Linked DNA regions of Gossypium hirsutum: all the other regions are linked to region 1. A link is a contact called in public Hi-C data. All regions are on one chromosome and are shown on one strand. Each heading gives the region's core, a stretch centred on a gene start, on an enhancer-like site or on the middle of the called end of the contact. The rest is flanking DNA. Distances are from core to core; before and after follow the strand shown. Region 1 holds the start of LOC107909583 (protein PTST homolog 2, chloroplastic). Region 2 holds the start of LOC107909579 (3-ketoacyl-CoA synthase 6). Region 3 holds the start of LOC107909587 (pentatricopeptide repeat-containing protein At1g05670, mitochondrial). Region 4 holds the start of LOC107909586 (LEAF RUST 10 DISEASE-RESISTANCE LOCUS RECEPTOR-LIKE PROTEIN KINASE-like 1.5).

The links. A called contact is a pair of places that touch in the nucleus more often than the background predicts.
Region 2: a Hi-C map of leaf shows a contact between it and region 1, with 1.9 times the contacts expected there. The contact joins the promoter of LOC107909579 here to the promoter of LOC107909583 in region 1. A contact is called at or near these places in 2 of 34 Hi-C or Micro-C datasets (both in leaf).
Region 3: a Hi-C map of leaf shows a contact between it and region 1, with 4 times the contacts expected there. The contact joins the promoter of LOC107909587 here to the promoter of LOC107909583 in region 1. A contact is called at or near these places in 11 of 34 Hi-C or Micro-C datasets (anther, callus, leaf and 1 more).
Region 4: a contact with region 1 is called in a Hi-C map of leaf, with 1.6 times the contacts expected there. The contact joins the promoter of LOC107909586 here to the promoter of LOC107909583 in region 1. A contact is called at or near these places in 8 of 34 Hi-C or Micro-C datasets (anther, callus, fibers and 1 more).

The regions. Positions count from the first base shown.
Region 1 is chrD02:62,999,405-63,002,119 of Gossypium_hirsutum_v2.1, reverse strand. It overlaps LOC107909583 (protein PTST homolog 2, chloroplastic), which reads right to left and starts at 1,377. Exons shown (of 8, transcript XM_016837171.2): 1 at 543-1,377; 2 at 1-90. The coding sequence starts at 1,123.
Region 2 is chrD02:63,169,304-63,172,018 of Gossypium_hirsutum_v2.1, reverse strand. LOC107909579 (3-ketoacyl-CoA synthase 6) reads right to left here and starts at 1,322. Exons shown (of 1, transcript XM_016837164.2): 1 at 1-1,322. The coding sequence starts at 1,149.
Region 3 is chrD02:62,845,844-62,848,558 of Gossypium_hirsutum_v2.1, reverse strand. It overlaps LOC107909587 (pentatricopeptide repeat-containing protein At1g05670, mitochondrial), which reads right to left and starts at 1,339. Exons shown (of 3, transcript XM_016837175.2): 1 at 1,190-1,339; 2 at 506-703; 3 at 1-134.
Region 4 is chrD02:62,870,225-62,872,939 of Gossypium_hirsutum_v2.1, reverse strand. It overlaps LOC107909586 (LEAF RUST 10 DISEASE-RESISTANCE LOCUS RECEPTOR-LIKE PROTEIN KINASE-like 1.5), which reads left to right and starts at 1,408. Exons shown (of 2, transcript XM_016837174.2): 1 at 1,408-2,715. The coding sequence starts at 1,540.

The sequences.
Region 1 (2,715 bases), core at 128-2,627:
CTGAAACCAATCCCAAAATTCACATTCCTTTCTCTCTCCAAGCGACTCAGAATACCCTCAACGCCACAATCATCCTTAGCTGCTACTTCTCTGAACAAACCAAAACTTTTGTCAAAAACCTACCCAGGACACAGAACTCCCAGGACTCCAGCATTCTCCCCTTTCCTCTAATTTCAAAAGGAGATAATTGGTTTGCAGGAAAAAGTATAAACTCATTCAAGGCAACACATTTATCTTAGCAGTTGTGTTTATATATCCCAAACATCACAAAAATATAAACAAAAGATTGATTCTTTTAACATCATAACGCAATCAATTTCAAATAATATCTCACAAGCAATATCAAGTCCAAGCAAATCACCTTTTACACAGCAATGAAAGATTAAACATTTGTAACAATTCGTTCTAAACACGGGAATGGTAAACTACAAAGAATAAATTTCAACAAGGCATTCGAATAACAAGTGCAATAACTAACTTTTCCACACAAGAAAAATAAAAATACATTAAGCAAATAAAATCCCAAGAATTAAAGATCTCACAGTGATCTACCAGACGAGGAGGTTGAGCTGGAAGAATTAACAGCCAAATAAGAAGCCCCACTAATTTCAGCTTCACTTTGAGCCCTTTCTTGAAAAGTCTGGTTATCCCATTTCTTCTCCTTCTCCAGAAGGTCCCAATCCTTAACACCAGCTTCTGGGAACCCTTTTTCTTGAAATCCATGTTCATCATCATCATCCAAGTCCCAGCCCATAGCAAGCCACCCTCCTTGTCTCTTAATCCCCTCAACCAGATCCATCCTCCCAGCATCAACCAGCTCTTTCTTGCTTGGAAAAGCCTCAGGTTTGTCACTATTTTTCATGAACTCCAATATATCTGCCTCCAATGCTAAATCCCCGTCGTTGTCCCACCCTTTCTTGCAACAACAAGACCACCAAGAAACCCTTTTCTTATCTTCCCCAAACACCAACCCGCGAACAAGATTCAGCTTCAGAGACACCGAATTCCCTTTGTTCCCTGGGTTAATCTCGCAGAAACAGGATGGGAAAACCCGAGCACGGAAGTGCGTTAAAAACGAATGAGGCGAGACAAAAGTATAGGTGGAGGAGGTGAAGGTGGCCATGATTCTGGCATTTCTCCAAACACTTGCTGACGGTAAAAAAGAAAAAGGAAACAGAAAACTAATTACAAAGATTCATCTTCAGGTATCTTAGGCGTGTAGAGAGGGAAGAGGGGGAAAGAAATGATAGGAAGAAATCAATAAAAGGAAAAGGGTAAAGGAGAGAGAGAGGGGGGATTAGGCAAGAAACGAACAATACTACCGAAAGGCGTAACCTTCATTTAATGCGGAGGTGGTGGAGCACCGTTTTAGTTGTATTTTGGGCGGGCAAATTTTCACTAATAATCAATACTTTTTACTACTTCAACTCCATTTTCTTTTAATTAATTCTTCCCCTTTTTTCGAAATTTTTGGGATGAAACATTTTCTTCTTTTCAAGTGGATCAAATATATTGTTAACCCTTTTCCCACATTGCTAATCTCTTAATATGCCATCATATATTGTGTATTTTTTTACTTAATAAGGACTAATTTGACCAGAATATTTATTTAGTTATATAATTTTATTTTTACACATAAGTATCAGATAAGTTTTATACTCATAAGTTGAATAAATTTTATTAATAAATTAATTTAATACAATAAATATTTTAATACAATTGGCATGCCAATAGGGTCATATGTAGAAATTAGTTTAGTTAGTTGTTGAGTAGTTAAGAATTAGTAATGACTTAGTTGCATGGTTAGGTAGCTAGCTAAGTAGTATAAATAGACATATTTTAATTTAATTCAGTGGTGAATGAAGATTTGGATGCATTCTTTACATGGCAAGTATTGTATCTTTGACATGCTATCAATCCCAAGTTTCGATCTTTCTCTTGGTCTCCATGGCTGATTTCTTCAATCTTGCTTATTTTTTCCTTGCAGGTTACTCGTTCGTATAAGGCCTGGTTGTTTTTTAGTGGACCTTGTTATTGGGCCATTCTGTTTTGCTTTTGGGTTTTCCTCTGATTTGTTTCATTTTCTTTCTTTTTGCGTTCTCAATAATGGCGTCGTTGTCTCTCAGCCATGGATTCTACAGTCATCAATTTCACACATCCTCTTTAACTGCATCCATCTGATATACCGGGAAGTCTGCTTGTTTCTCACCACCTAACTGGTCTCAAGAATTATAGCCTTTGGAGTTTTCAATGCGAATCATGTTGTTGGTGAAGAATAAATTAGGGTTTGTCAATGGAGATTGTGGTAGAGATGATTTTGATGTTTCTCTTCATCCCCAATGGGATCGCTGTAATGCAATTGTTCTTTCTTAGATTCTCAATATTGTCAATACTGAGCTTTCGGCAGGATTAGACTTTGCCTCAAGTGTAACACTTGTTTGGCAAGATTTGAGAGAACGTTTTAGTAAGATTGATGGTTCACAGATTTTTTTCCTCCATTGTGATATCGCTATGCTTACTTAGGGAGATTCTTCTGATTTTGCATACTTAACGCGGCTCAAGCTTTTGTGGGACAAGTATGCTGCGTTAGTTCCAATTTCTTCCTGCAATTGTGCGAATTCACAACAGAATTTGCAACATGTTCTTCAATAGTTCTTGTTTCAATTCTTAATGGGACTCAATGAGACATATTCTACAATTCACAGTCAGATTCTC
Region 2 (2,715 bases), core at 73-2,572, 170 kb before region 1:
CAGCTTGAAGTCTGGGATATAAGGCTTCCACTTGGGGTTGAAGACTTTACGCCCGATCAGAGTGAGAAGAAATAGGAGTTGTTCCGACCCTGGAAGCACCAAAGGCCCTATTGTGGTAATGTTGGATTTTAAAGCCTCTCCAGCTATAGCCATGAGATCTTTAGATAATGATATCCCAACTTTGCCGTCTTTGTCTTCTTCTTCAAACACGCATCGGTAGGCCTTGTCATCGGCCCCTTTGTGGGTTCGAACAACGTGGACAAGTCGGTACTTGGCTCTCCGCCTCTCTGAGCGGCGGTTCGACAACAGGATTGCTGCGCCACCCATGCGGAAGAGACAGTTGGGAAGGAGCATAGCTCTTTCATTCCCCTGGTAGTAGTTGGGAGTGATGATCTCTGTGCTGACAACAACTGCATTAGAATTCGGGTGTACTTGGAGAAGATCCCGAGCTAAATCAATGGAGATAAGCCCCGCACTGCACCCCATTCCCGAAAGATTAAAGCTCTTAATGTTACTCCTCAGCTTGTATTTGTTGATCACCATAGCAGACAAAGATGGCGTGGGGGAGAAGAGACTGCAGTTGACAATAAGAATATCTATGTCTTTAGGTTTCAGCCCCGTTTTCTTGAACAACGAATCCATAGCTGAGAAAATAACAACCTCAGCCTCGCCTCTAGCGGCCTCCATGGTTGGCTTTGGAGGGATGTAATGAATAGCAGGAGGCAAACAAGTCTCTTCACCCAGCCCAGACCGTTCCAGAATCCTCATCTGGAACTCCACGCTCTTAGGATTGTTGCTCAAAATCAACCTGGAGTGCTCCATGAAAGTAGCAAAAGGAACCCTGCAAGTCACAGGAGGCTTGTAGCATGCATAATCCACAAGGTAGATGCATCGTGGCTTGGACATGAAGTAAACAGTGGCAATAAAAATGATGAAGAAAGAAGAGCACAATATCTGAATAAGATCAAAATGGAGGGAGTTCCATAGGTTAACAATCTCTTGAGGGCCTAAACGAACAACTTCAATAAGGATACCAACCATGACAGGAACCAACAAGAGAGTAAGAAAATGATCCACAACGTATTGGTAGCCAAGCTTAACATACTTAAGCTTGACAGAGCTGGAGAAATCGGGCGAGGCTGGAGGCATATTGCAAGAGATAGAGAAATAATTAAGAAGATAAGAAAAAGAGGTGTGGGTACATAAACGGAGCAGAGGAGAGGGAGGATTTAAAGGCAAAAAGGAAGAAGCAAAGAGGGAGAGGGTCAGTGGGCAGATGAGAGGAATAAATGAAGCAGTGGCATCACTCAACGCTCACTTAACTCCCTCAATTAAATTTTCCTAACTCCCTTTATATCCGTGTTCTAACTAAATACTTGCTTTCACCAATAACCTCTCTTTTGCTCTATCCGTCTCCTTTAATTTTGTGCGTACTTGGTTTTTCTTTTTCATTAATTATAACCAACCTTCTCATCCCCTCTGTTTCTTCTTTCTTCGCACTCCATCTCTCACCCTTCATTGTTTTAGGTCTACATTATTTAGTTAGTCTTTAATTTTCTTTTTTACTCAATAATAATAATCATATCTTTTAAGATTTTTATATAAAAAAAGTTCTTTATTTCCAACAACTTATACACTTCTCATTTTTAAAATTCAACCTTAATTTTTGAAGGTTTATTTGAATTTCAATTTATAATCTAATAAAATATATAATTTATTTTAATGAAGTTGTAAAATAGAATTAACCAGTTTATGAAAAAGGAAAAAGTAAACAGGGTTTTAAGATTTTGTACTTGTCTTTTATGTTCCAAGTGGCACTTATTTCGCAATCATCCATTAGGAAATTTATAAACACATGTGATGTAAATAAATGATTAGTTTTAGAAGGAAAAAAAAGCATCATGCAACCAAAATATATGTTATTTTGACTTCAACAAATTCATCTCACCAAATTTGGGGGATATTAATGTCCCCACTGTGAAAAACAAGTCAAAGTAAGCCGTGGGTATCAACTTTTTAAGTACTCTCCCTTCTGATTATTATTTGTTTAAATAGCTTGCGACTCATATGATGTGTAGATTATGTTTAGTTATTTACATTTTAATATTTTTTAAGTGTAACACAATTACAAAAATAAATATGAGTAATTATAATTATTAAATTATTACAAATTAATTCCCAACATGTAATGTCCTAAAATTCTTATTTTTTTAATTGTTAAATCATGTCAAGTAAATTAATTTGGTTCACTAGTTAAGTGTTCTGTTTAAGTGTTAAGGTCATTTGTTCAAATCATTTCCAAACCACTATTCTTGAACATCTAACTTATATATTATTTTTGCTCAATTATTGATAAGAATGAATTTGTTGGTTTAGTGATAAGTTTTATCTTACCTGGAGGTCTTGTGTTTGAATCTTTGTGCATGCAAAGCAAAAAATATTTTTGCAATTTCCTTTGCCTATGGCGCCAAGGAGATAAAAGTGGTGTTGAAATCAAATTCTTGGAAAAATCCACTATGGGTAGATTTTCTAAATTTTTTTTAATTTCCCAAAAATATTCCTAAAATCTCTCCACTTTCTACTGTCCCTCTTTGTCCACTTCTTCTCCTCATGTTTTGCTTCTTTTGGGCTTTCAGTAAGTTTCTGCCACTCTTTCCTTTGTTGGTTTTCTTTTCTTTTTGTTCTGTTCCACATCTTTTCCATAACCAATCTCTT
Region 3 (2,715 bases), core at 90-2,589, 150 kb after region 1:
AAAAACCCATCACGAGAAATTTTGAAAAATCTTTGTTCAAGAAGACAACAATTCCTCTCCATGAAGAAGAAACAGAATGAAGGAACTTTCTCATCACACCATCATAAGGAGAATGCAAATTATCATGGTAAAAGCTGCATATATTAGGATAATAATAAATAGACGTTAGCATGGTAGCAAATCAGTGAAATCACATTTTCAGCAACACTCAATCATTACTAAATGCTAAGTGATATGAAATGCCCACTAATATCATCATTAAGCAACACATTAAATTGATATCCACAAATTTATCACTCTTCTCATTTGAGCTAAACTTTGTACATAAACCACATGTCATTATGGAGGTGAAGTCAATAGTTAAACAATGAAGGTAATCATTTTAACAAAAATGTTGGTTCACCTCTCTGACTTGTGCAATCAGTAAACATTTCTAATGAATTTGAAATTAAAGAAAAAAGAATATATAAATCAAATACTATTTAAACAGTGAAATTTGAAGTACCTTGTTTTCTCCTTTCAGCAAAACATATTTCTCCCAGTAAAAACTGCTATAGGGAAACGAAAGAATTATTTAGCTAATGACGCCTTTATTCCATATGGTGATAGAAGTCACAAAGATCAACACCTCAAGCAAGCCGTATGCAAAACGTAAACGCTCATACATCAAGATTTCAACAGCATCTTGTTCAGTGGCCTTTTCCTGATGATGGAGAAAACACTAATGTTAGTTAACTGCTGAAATCCAAGATTCAGTTCTACTACTGGAAACTTACAAAGAGCCTATTCAATCACCTCTAAAATGTCAAAGCTAGATAAATATATCATCAGTTCCTACTGTTTGTGAAGGAAAATAATTTCAAACCATGTACTAATGAAAGCATCTAATTTCAACAGCTTAACAACAAATGTACCCTTTTTCTATACCGATATGAATAGTTCTAGGCAATTCATCAAACATAAGGAGAGTAAACTTTAGATTCTTTACCATACGCAATCCAACACAAAAAAACAATTCCTATAATTCTATAATCTCAATTGAATCCATAGAGAAACCCAAGAAACGGCTGGAACAACACATTGCGGCAGATTTTAAAGAGCACCTCAAAGAAAGAAAGAAAAAAGTCGATGGCATAGAAAATAAAATAAAGAAAACCCATTAACAGGAAAACGTGAATGCGACTGATACCTTGAATTCGAAGAAAACCAGTAGGAAGGTGCTTCAGTTGGTCTCCTAGTTCCAAAAGAGGCACGAAGATTTTGCTTCCGCTGTTCGGCTACAGAAATAAAAGAGAGACCAAATTGCAGTTGGTGAGTTGCCAGTTGGGACAGTGCTTCATCGTAGGGGTTGGGCTTCTATATGATTTTCTCGGCTTCTATTGGGCTTTATATTTGTTACAGGCCATCAAATCAAATTCAGTTGGGAGTTGGAAACTGTATAAATATATGTAGTAATTCATATTCTCTACTAAAAAGAATGCGAGTACTAATAAAACTAATAAAATAAATAAATTTTCTAAATAATTTTATCTACTTATTCTAATATTTCATATTTGTTAAGTTATTCTCTCTTTAACATTAAACATAAACTCATTATTATTAATAATTGATCCTCAATCTAAGTATAAAGATAGATTTTGTGACTTTTGCAGCCTCAGCTTTGGAAAGTTGGCTTCAGACCTAACTTCCAAACCTTCCAAGTATATATGCCCTTTTTGTCAATCAAGTTCACCCTAACCGATGAGTTTTGTCGAATATGATTCTAGGATGCAAGAGGAAGAGGAGAAAGAGCTATCATTTCTTTTCTAAGCCTCAGGAAAATGATATGGCTCAGGCCTTTCGCTAGTCACATTTCAAGTACCCTTCCCTTGAGGGTTTTGGGAATTTTACCATCATATAGAAAATGGTCACAACCATCTTGGCCATTCACATTATTGGCCTATCGAAGATTGTATTATATGCAGTCAGATGGTCTACCACTAAAAAGTCAATCATCTTTGTGACTGTATGTTCATTGCCCAATACCATTGGGAGGGTGATAGATTCCTTAACCATGATTGGCTGATTGGCGAAACCATATACTGGACTAGCTTTCATTAATGTTGTGTCCTTAAGACCCATCTTGTGAAAGGCCTTGGCTGTTAAAATGTCCACCAAACTCTCAATGTCTACTAGGATTCTATTAACCTAAAAGGTTGAAATGGTGGCTGAGACAATAAGAGGTCATCTCCAATAGTTTTATTTCATATTAGTAATTTCATCCTGAATTTCAAGATTTTAATTTAGATTTGATTTTTTTTCAGGATGAAAATACTAAAATTTAGGATGAAAATGCTGATGTGGGATAAAACTATTGGAAAAGTGATACAGATGACGTAGCATCATTGTTTCATACAATCTTTCCCTAGTAACATAGTATTAGTTTTGTCAAAAGAAGAAGACACTTCCTCTAAAGAATCATATTCTAAAAATAAAAAGCATAAAAAATCTGAAAAACAAAAAAGAACTTATACTTATCAACAAAAATATGATTTCCAATCCTATAAACAACTTATAGAACATTGGAAGAATAAATTTACTAAGACACCTGATAAAAATGAAAGAATAGAATATCTAAAACTAATAGAACAACTTTATAAAAAACATAAAGACCTATTTGTATTATTCAATTATCAATATATGTTAAACTATGATACAATAGATATTAGTAGTAGT
Region 4 (2,715 bases), core at 159-2,658, 130 kb after region 1:
ACTTGTTCTCTTTCTGTGACCACGCTACCAACAGCAGTTAAACTATCACTAAGATTTTTCACCTTAGACAAATACTCTTTAATGGTTAGACTAGCCTTCTTGATCGAGTATAATGTATGATGCATACTCGAGATCTTGATACTTGACGTGATACCAAATCTTCTTTCAATAGTGGTCCAGACATCAAAACTTGTCTTAGCTACTGTGAGATGAACCAAAACCTCATATGTAATCGTCGATAGAAGCCAAGAAGCGAGAAATTTATCTTGCTTCTTATGAACAAGAAAGGCAAGATTGTCAACAAGACGACCATCAGCCTCTTCAAAAACCGCAGGAGGAACAGAAATCGTGCCCAAGACAAAACCTTCAAGCCCGTAACCTTCAAGAATCAGCAACAACTGATGCTTCCACAACAAGAAGTTATGTTCTGCAAGTTTGACCGTATCATGCTTGGCAAAATAATGAACTATGGATGATCCACCACTACCAAGATCATGCGACTGAGTTGCTCCACCAGTGTTTGAAGAATGACGCGGAGTATCAGCCCTTGGTATTGCCTCAATATCCATGAAGAAGAGAAGAGAAAAAGAAAACTATTAGATCAAAGGAAAAAAAATTTGGCTATTGATACCATGTTAAACTCTCAACATTTCAAAGAATACAGTCTTTTATTCATGCTTACATAAAACCAATTACAAGTATTTAAAGCATACAAACTCAACTAACAAACTTTAACTGAAGCATTAACAGCTGTTAACTAATAACCGATAGTAACTGAAACTCTTATTCCTAACATATGATGATTAAGTTGTATTCATAGACATATGATTTATAGAAAATGACCATATTTAGGATAAGTTTAGATAGACAATTGGGTATATGTGGTGTGTTTAGCTTTTTTTTTAATCATATGTTATAGTATCACCACAATATTTAATCTCATCGTCACCATAATTTTACATTAACCATAAGTAAATATAACATCCATTCAAATCCATTTTTAATTAACAAAATTTAAAGGAGTAGAAAAATCTCAAAAGATGTTATTGCTTATTAAGAATTTGGGAGACAGAGGAAAAGATAGTGTCCCGTGAACGGCGTGGAACTTGAGTGTTTCACGCAAATCGTAGGGTAAGGAGAAATTTCCCAAGGGATATCATGACTCCTAATATCCAATCATGTTAGATCTACCTTTAGTTTAATAAGTTCAAAGTCATCCTTTAATTAGGCCCAAAATTATATTATTTGGGTAAAAGTGCTTGCTTTGATAAAAGCTAAAGGAAGAGAGTAAGAAAGCAAAAAAACACAAGGCCTTGACCCTGTAATGTACCGTGTAGGGGCAGCTTTATTTTAAAATTTTGATTTTTGTCTTAACTACGCCTGAGTTCACGTGACAAGTTGTTCCCTCCCCCCAAAGACTCCAACAACCCAGGCAATTCATAGCTTAGGGACTAGAAACCAGATTCCCCTTCGAGTACTGATGACCCCTCTCACTTGCAACTGCAATTGCAAACTCTGCTCTTCTCCCATTTTCCCTTGATGCCTTCACCTTCACCACCATCCATCTCCTTACTATTATTAACCACCATCTTCTTCATCTCCTTTGAGTGGGTGGTGACAGAAGCAGCCACTCTACCTCATCATCCATGTTCCTCTACATCCCCATGCCCACCTTTCACTTCACCACCCCCTTTCCCTTTCTCTTTCTCTGCTGGGTGTGGTCACCCTTCTTTCCCCATCAATTGCTCCACTCCTTCCTCCACCATCTCTATTAACAACCTCTCTTTTTCTTTACTCTACTTCGATCCCAACTCCACTTCCCTCACTCTCTCTCCTTTGCCCCCTACTACCACTTCCCCTTGCTCTTCTTTCAATTTCCTTCACATCAATCTCTCTGGTTCCCCTTTTCGAATCTCCGATGCTTCTTGCTCTAGATTATCCATCCTCCGTTCTTGTTCCCCTTCAAATATCTCTAACTGCGACCAATGTGCCTGGGAATGTGGCATCACCAAACACCCACTCAAACTCTTCAATGACTGCGGACCAACCCGCCAACTTCCCGAGCAAGGCTGCCAACCTGATGTCCTGGGTTACCTCCAAAATTTCTTCTTTAAAATGGGTTTTCAAGTTGAATGGGACGAAGCTCAAGACTCTTACTTCTCTAGCTGCCGAGACTGTAAATTGAAGAACGGCATTTGCGGCTTCAATTCCTCCGACCCAAACAAACCGTTCCTTTGTTTCCAAGCCAAAGCCACCATTTCCCCTACTTTGATTCACGTAGATCACACTCATAGAATCGCAATCTTATCCTCTGTCCTCACATTAACTTGCATTTTCCTTATTTTTTCAGTAACCTTTGTTTTTTTCCGATCAAAGAAATTCAAATCTCAATCCGTAGAAGACCCCACTGCTTTGTTCCTGCGGCGTCACCGTTCTGCCAGTCTCCTCCCTCCCGTTTTCACCTACGAAGAACTCGAATCTTCCACCAATAAATTCGACCCAGAACGCAAAATCGGTGACGGCGGCTTTGGGTCAGTCTACTTGGGCCAACTCCACGACAACCGGATAGTAGCAGTTAAATACCTTCACAAAAACAACCAGTCAGGCAACACTTTATCATCCAAATTTTTCTGCAACGAAATTTTGATTCTTTCGTCAATAAATCACCCAAATCTCGTTAAACTTCACGGTTATTGCAGCGACCCCCGAGGGTTA